Linked DNA regions of Zea mays: region 2 is linked to region 1. The links are chromatin contacts, called in public Hi-C maps. All regions are on one chromosome and are shown on one strand. Each heading gives the region's core, a stretch centred on a gene start, on an enhancer-like site or on the middle of the called end of the contact. The rest is flanking DNA. Distances are from core to core; before and after follow the strand shown.

Evidence for each region. Hi-C and Micro-C count contacts between places; a contact is called where the count stands out from the background.
Region 2: a contact with region 1 is called in a Hi-C map of endosperm, with 2.8 times the contacts expected there. The contact joins the promoter of LOC100283950 here to the promoter of LOC103633127 in region 1. A contact is called at or near these places in 14 of 25 Hi-C or Micro-C datasets (bundle sheath, ear, endosperm and 4 more) and 2 of 3 datasets of contacts at active chromatin or transcription factors (leaf and seedling).

The regions. Positions count from the first base shown.
Region 1 is chr7:152,119,401-152,121,994 of Zm-B73-REFERENCE-NAM-5.0, forward strand. It overlaps LOC103633127 (probable anion transporter 5, chloroplastic), which reads left to right and starts at 1,278. Exons shown (of 15, transcript XM_008654806.4): 1 at 1,278-2,016. The coding sequence starts at 1,654. LOC100276553 reads left to right here. Exons shown (of 5, transcript NM_001150314.2): 1 at 1-183; 2 at 281-360; 3 at 446-517; 4 at 597-877; 5 at 880-1,053. The coding sequence ends at 877.
Region 2 is chr7:152,270,747-152,273,340 of Zm-B73-REFERENCE-NAM-5.0, forward strand. It overlaps LOC100283950, which reads left to right and starts at 1,320. Exons shown (of 6, transcript NM_001156848.2): 1 at 1,320-1,695; 2 at 1,883-1,930; 3 at 2,047-2,109; 4 at 2,503-2,556. The coding sequence starts at 1,570. It overlaps LOC103633129 (Octicosapeptide/Phox/Bem1p (PB1) domain-containing protein / tetratricopeptide repeat (TPR)-containing protein), which reads right to left and starts at 1,078. Exons shown (of 4, transcript XM_020540974.1): 1 at 372-1,078; 2 at 1-266. The coding sequence starts at 252.

The sequences.
Region 1 (2,594 bases), core at 28-2,527:
AACAGTGGCGAGGCGGCAGCCACCGGTGAGCAGCCGCAGCATGTTCCTCCGCGCTCATCTTACAGCGAGTGCCAGCTGGAGGCGAGCCCCATGGCTGCTTCTGGACCGGATGCCAAGAGGGCCAAGACGAGGCTGCACTCGGACACGGACAATGACTCTGCTTCCGAGCTGCTGCGTGACAAGGTACTGTCTGTGTATTGCTGATTCCTCTTACCCTGTATAAGTTTGCTTTAAGGAGTAGCAGTGATGAAGTTACAATATGCATCTGGAATCACTGAAGGTTCTGGTGGAGAACACAAAGAAAGAGCTCTCAAGGATTCAGGCTGAGCTATCATCTACAAATCGGAACTTGAACTTCTCGTAAGTTGTAATCCACTCTGTTCTCGGACAACGTATTTTCTTTCGACCATCTTCAGTTGTTCAGAGATGGCTCTTGGCTTTGTAGGAATCAGCAGATGGAGGCCATCTCAACAAAGCTTCCGGTGGACAAGTCTGACCTCAAGTCCTACTTCCCAAAGTAGATCACTGGGCCATCTACCATCCAAATTAGGCACATGATTTCTCATAACTGAGATGGTGTCAATTTTTTTTTGCAGGGCATGGTGTGATCAGCACGGGGATGGCGTGATCACCGCGGCTAAGGAAGGGTTCAAGCAGCACGTCGAAGAGATGGAGAAGCAGAGGGACATCACTGGCAGTGAGGGCTGGGCTACCTTTGAGGACATCGACCTTGATGACAACTTCAACCCGAGGGCCTTCTCTCGCCACCAGCCGGACTCTGCGGTGAAAGGCAAGAAAGTCAATGAAAGCCTCACCAGCAGTTTCACAAACCCATTCTACAGCGAGAAGAACCCGTTCTTGAACACAAACTACAACTGAATGATGTTGAACTCTTTTGCGTTGGGATGTATCAGTCCGTTTATATTTTTGTTACTGGTATAATGTTGTTATTGTACTTAGGGTTCAATTGTTACATTGGATCAGGGTTGTTGTTTATGACGTAAGAAGTTGTATGGTTGGAGATTACTTGATCATTCTTGATATCTACTAATATTGAAATCATTTAGGTGTCTAGTTGAGTTTCGATAAGAGTCCAAACATTGAGATTGGCCTAGGGCCCGGCTCTGCCTACAGCGTCCGTGTAAACTTAACGCCATAGGAACAGACGCCGACTCCGATAATATAGTCCCACCAATAACGTAAACATGAAATTTTGTATAAAAAAACTAAAAATGTCAGCAATATGTTACATAAAACTAAAAAATTACAATGAACGCTGTACTAAATCGATGCATACAAAATCATTGTTTGCAGTTTGCTGATGTGCTAGAGACAAATTTATCTTCTATGCAATCCGCGTCAACACGAGGCAGGCAGCGGTCATGCGACGTCACTAAGCAGGTCCCGGTAGCTGACACGTGGGCCCCGGTTCCGTGGCGCTGTGGCCCACGGCGACGGTAACCACACCACACGCTCTCGGCTTCGTGCTGTCCTCTCGGCCGCGCAAATCTATAGAAAGCTGTGTAAAAATCTCTAGAGTGAGTTCACAGCCCAACAATTGCGCACACTTTTTCGTGGCCGCTCTGCTCTCCAGAATTCTAAACATCACGCGTCTACGCCCCTTGCAGCCTTGCTCGCAGTTCGCTCCACGACATGGCGGCCTCGGTGCTGCAGGCCGAGCGCCACCTGCTCCTGCTCGGCAGCGGCCGCAACCGTCCCCTCCTCCGCATGCTCCCGCCACGCGTGCTCTTCCCGCACCGGCGCCGCAGCTGGCCCCGGGCCGTGAGGGTGTCACCCGGCGACGGCGAGGGCGCGGGAGGGTTCGCGAGCGCCGTGGAGAAGCGCTCGATACCGGGGATAGTTGAGGAGGAAGGGTATGGAGCGAGGGGAGAGGAGTTGGAAGGGGACGTGGCCGGGGCTTTGGAGCAGAGGTGGCCTCCGTGGGATGGGTTGGCCGAGCGGTACAAGCTCATCGGCGCCACCTCCCTCGCCTTCGTCATCTGCAACATGGACAAGGTGACCCATCCTGTTTGTCTCTATCACGTGGACGGTTCCGTCCTGGGCACTTGGCACGGGATGACAGGCTGGCAGGCGGCTAATTGCACTGTTACGATTTTGCTCTACGGTATTTTGAGCTGCTAGAATTAAAATGACTATGAATTCGAGTTGTTGACCTGCTATAGTTTTGCTCATGGAAAACTAGGTAGTCAATGACATTTACCGGATATTCAGTGGGAATTTGGGTGGCAACTGGCAAAACGATTGCACTGTTTTTTTCCTCTGGGTTTCCTTTAGAGAACTTTAGCTGAAGTCCACTGATGCAATAGTCTTTGTGCTTGCTCTAAGGAAACGTGCCATATCTAACTGTCACATTTTTTAGGGCTTATTTTGGAACTCATTTGCATCACTAGTACAAACATGTAACCTTCACTATGTACCAACAGGGCTTTTAGGCATTTCCTTACGAGCATGAAATTGTTTGAAGTAATGAAGTTGCTATTTACAGTTTAATGCACTCTTCTTCATGTGACATATTTATTTAATTCTATGAAAGCTTTTATGGATGATCGGTCCATCATCCTTTCCTGAGAGGA
Region 2 (2,594 bases), core at 70-2,569, 150 kb after region 1:
GGCGACGTCGGGGTGCGCCCGGGGCAGAAGCTTTATGGCCTTGTCGTAGTTGAGCAGCGCGCGGTCGTAGTCCCGGCGCTGGAAGAGCTTATTGCCCTCTTCCTTGTGCTCCTGCGCCATGTCCGTGAAGAGGGTCTCATCGCCGTCGAGGACCTTGGAACCAGACCGCTCCAGTGACGCCGGCTTGCCCCCGTGGTCGCCGGACTTGCCGCCGCCGGAGGCCCTCTTCTTCTTCAGCGACGGCTTGCCCATCTCCGGCAACAAATCTACAACCAAAAGGCTCTTCTCGCAATCAACAAACGCGGTCTCGGATCCTCAAAAAAAACTGCCAAATTAGACGGAAGCAAGGTGGAATTCCACAGAAATCTTACCTTTCTATTGCCAAACCCTGCCAAACGGACCAATTGAAAGCAACAATTCAAGAGCGCCGCTCCTCTCAAACCCCGACAGGAAGCAACCAAATCCCCAAAGCCTGGAGGAAGGCGAGGGGGGAGAGAAAAGCCAACTACCCCAAGTCAAAAGCAAGCGAAGGACAGAGTCACAGAACGGAAACCAACAAGGCAACGAAGACGCGGTCGGAGCAGCGAATCTGCCTCTTTCTCGTGCGTGCGGCTGGGGATTGACGAATTGTTGGGATGCGTGGAACGGAGTAAACGAACAAACTGCCAGTACAGTACGCTTAACGGCTCAGGCAAGGGAAATGAACAGCAAGGCAGCAAGCTTAAGCTTCTGGTCTACTAATCCTTTATCTTTCCGCTGGCGTGGTCTGGTCTCGTGGAGCAGGTAGTACTAAAGAACGAGAAATCAAGGCTCAGGCAGTGCTCCACTAATCTTTTTGATTAGCGTGTATGGTTGGTTTGTGGGAATGGCTACGCAGCTGCGGGTATGCGGGACCTGGTCGGCGTCGGCGGGCGCGTGTGGTGACAGCCAAGACGCGGGCGCCGCCTGCCGGCCGATGCGCTGGGTGTTCCAGTGCGTGTGGTTGTGGTGTGGAAGCAACAACGGTGGCGGTGGTTAACGCCGGACCGCCGATTGTGAGCGCGACATGCCCAAACGGGGCCGTCCACCCGTCCTGCGTCAGCTGTCAACGTCATGGGCTCATGGAAAAGTTAAACGAGCGCTAAGCCGCCGCCACCCCGCGGATTAGGTTAGGGTTTCCCGCCTCGGCTGCGTCGCGTTCACTCTCTTTCAACGCCGGGCCAGGCCGCGCCTCCCATTACCAAGTGGGAGTGGGTCGACTTCTATGAATGGGCCAGCTAGGCCCATTTGTTGGCCCACGTGCACCCTGACTTCTTGACTGGATGAGCCCCTCTCCGTGACGTGCGTCGACCAATCAGCGCGTGCCACGTCATGCTCGGGGCTCTCACCGACGTGCGGGCCCTAGCCCGTCGAGGAGGATCGGCACTGCACGGGCTCCGTAAGCACTTCCCGAGAAAAGGAAGACAGAGAAGGAAACTGCAGTGAAGTCGCCGGCGCCGCCGCGACAGGAGGAAGGAGCAGCAGCGGCAGGGGAGGCCCGGCGATCTCTTCTGCTGCGTGCGGCGAGGGAGTAAAAGGAGCCGCGACAGGATGCACTCCTTTGGGCACCGCGCCAACGCGGTGGCAACGTTCGCGGTCACCATACTGGCCGCGATTTGCTTCGCCGCCTCCTTCTCCGACAACTTCAACACCCCAACACCCACTGCCTCCGTTAAGGTACCACACCCCTCTTCCCTGCCCCACCGCGTCTCTCTAAATCCCGTCGAGCCCGCCCGCCTGCCTTGTGTCCGATCTCCGCTGGCGTATCTATCTTAGTTCGTGACTTCGAGCGTGGGCGGCTCGATCTGCTTGTACAATCTTCATGTGTCATGCTAACACGGTCCCCGTCGTTTGGGTTACACAGATCTTGAATCTAAACTGGTTCCAGAAGGAGGCCAACGGCAACGACGAGGTAAGTCATCTCCGTTTTTTTTTTGTGCAAATTATTCAGAGCTAACATCAGACTACTTGTGTCAGATATGTTCCTCGAATTTGTAACGATTGATTGCTCTGTCTTTCGTTCTTCAGGTTAGCATGACGCTGAACATTTCGGCCGACCTTTCGTCTCTTTTCACGTGGAACACAAAACAGGTAAATGTGTATTTCTGGTACTTCAGACCCTTCCCTTCATGGTCGCCATTCCCAGTTTCCACTAAGTTTTACTGCACTAGAAAGTATGGTTTTAGTTTTGTGTACGAGGTCAACACTGAAAAGTAAGGAATCCTCGAGCACAGGAAGTACTCTCTCCTTAATGTTTGTGTCTTTGAGCGAATGCGAATTTGAACCTGAGCTTTGGATAACTGTTAGAGTGTTCTCAGTTTGCACAATGGTCTATGAGAAATATAATGGGAATTTGCCAGAAAAATTCGGTGAATCATGATACATCTGTGCGACTAAATCTCTAATGCACCTGATCTATTAGTGCTGCTCAAGCGAAACTTTAAAAGATCACTGCTTAACTTTGCTTTTATTGCATGCTTATAGGTGTTTGTTTTTGTGGCAGCAGAGTATGAGACTCCACAGAATGCTTTGAATCAAGTAAGTTTGTCAATTATTATTCTTCGTGAGTCCATATA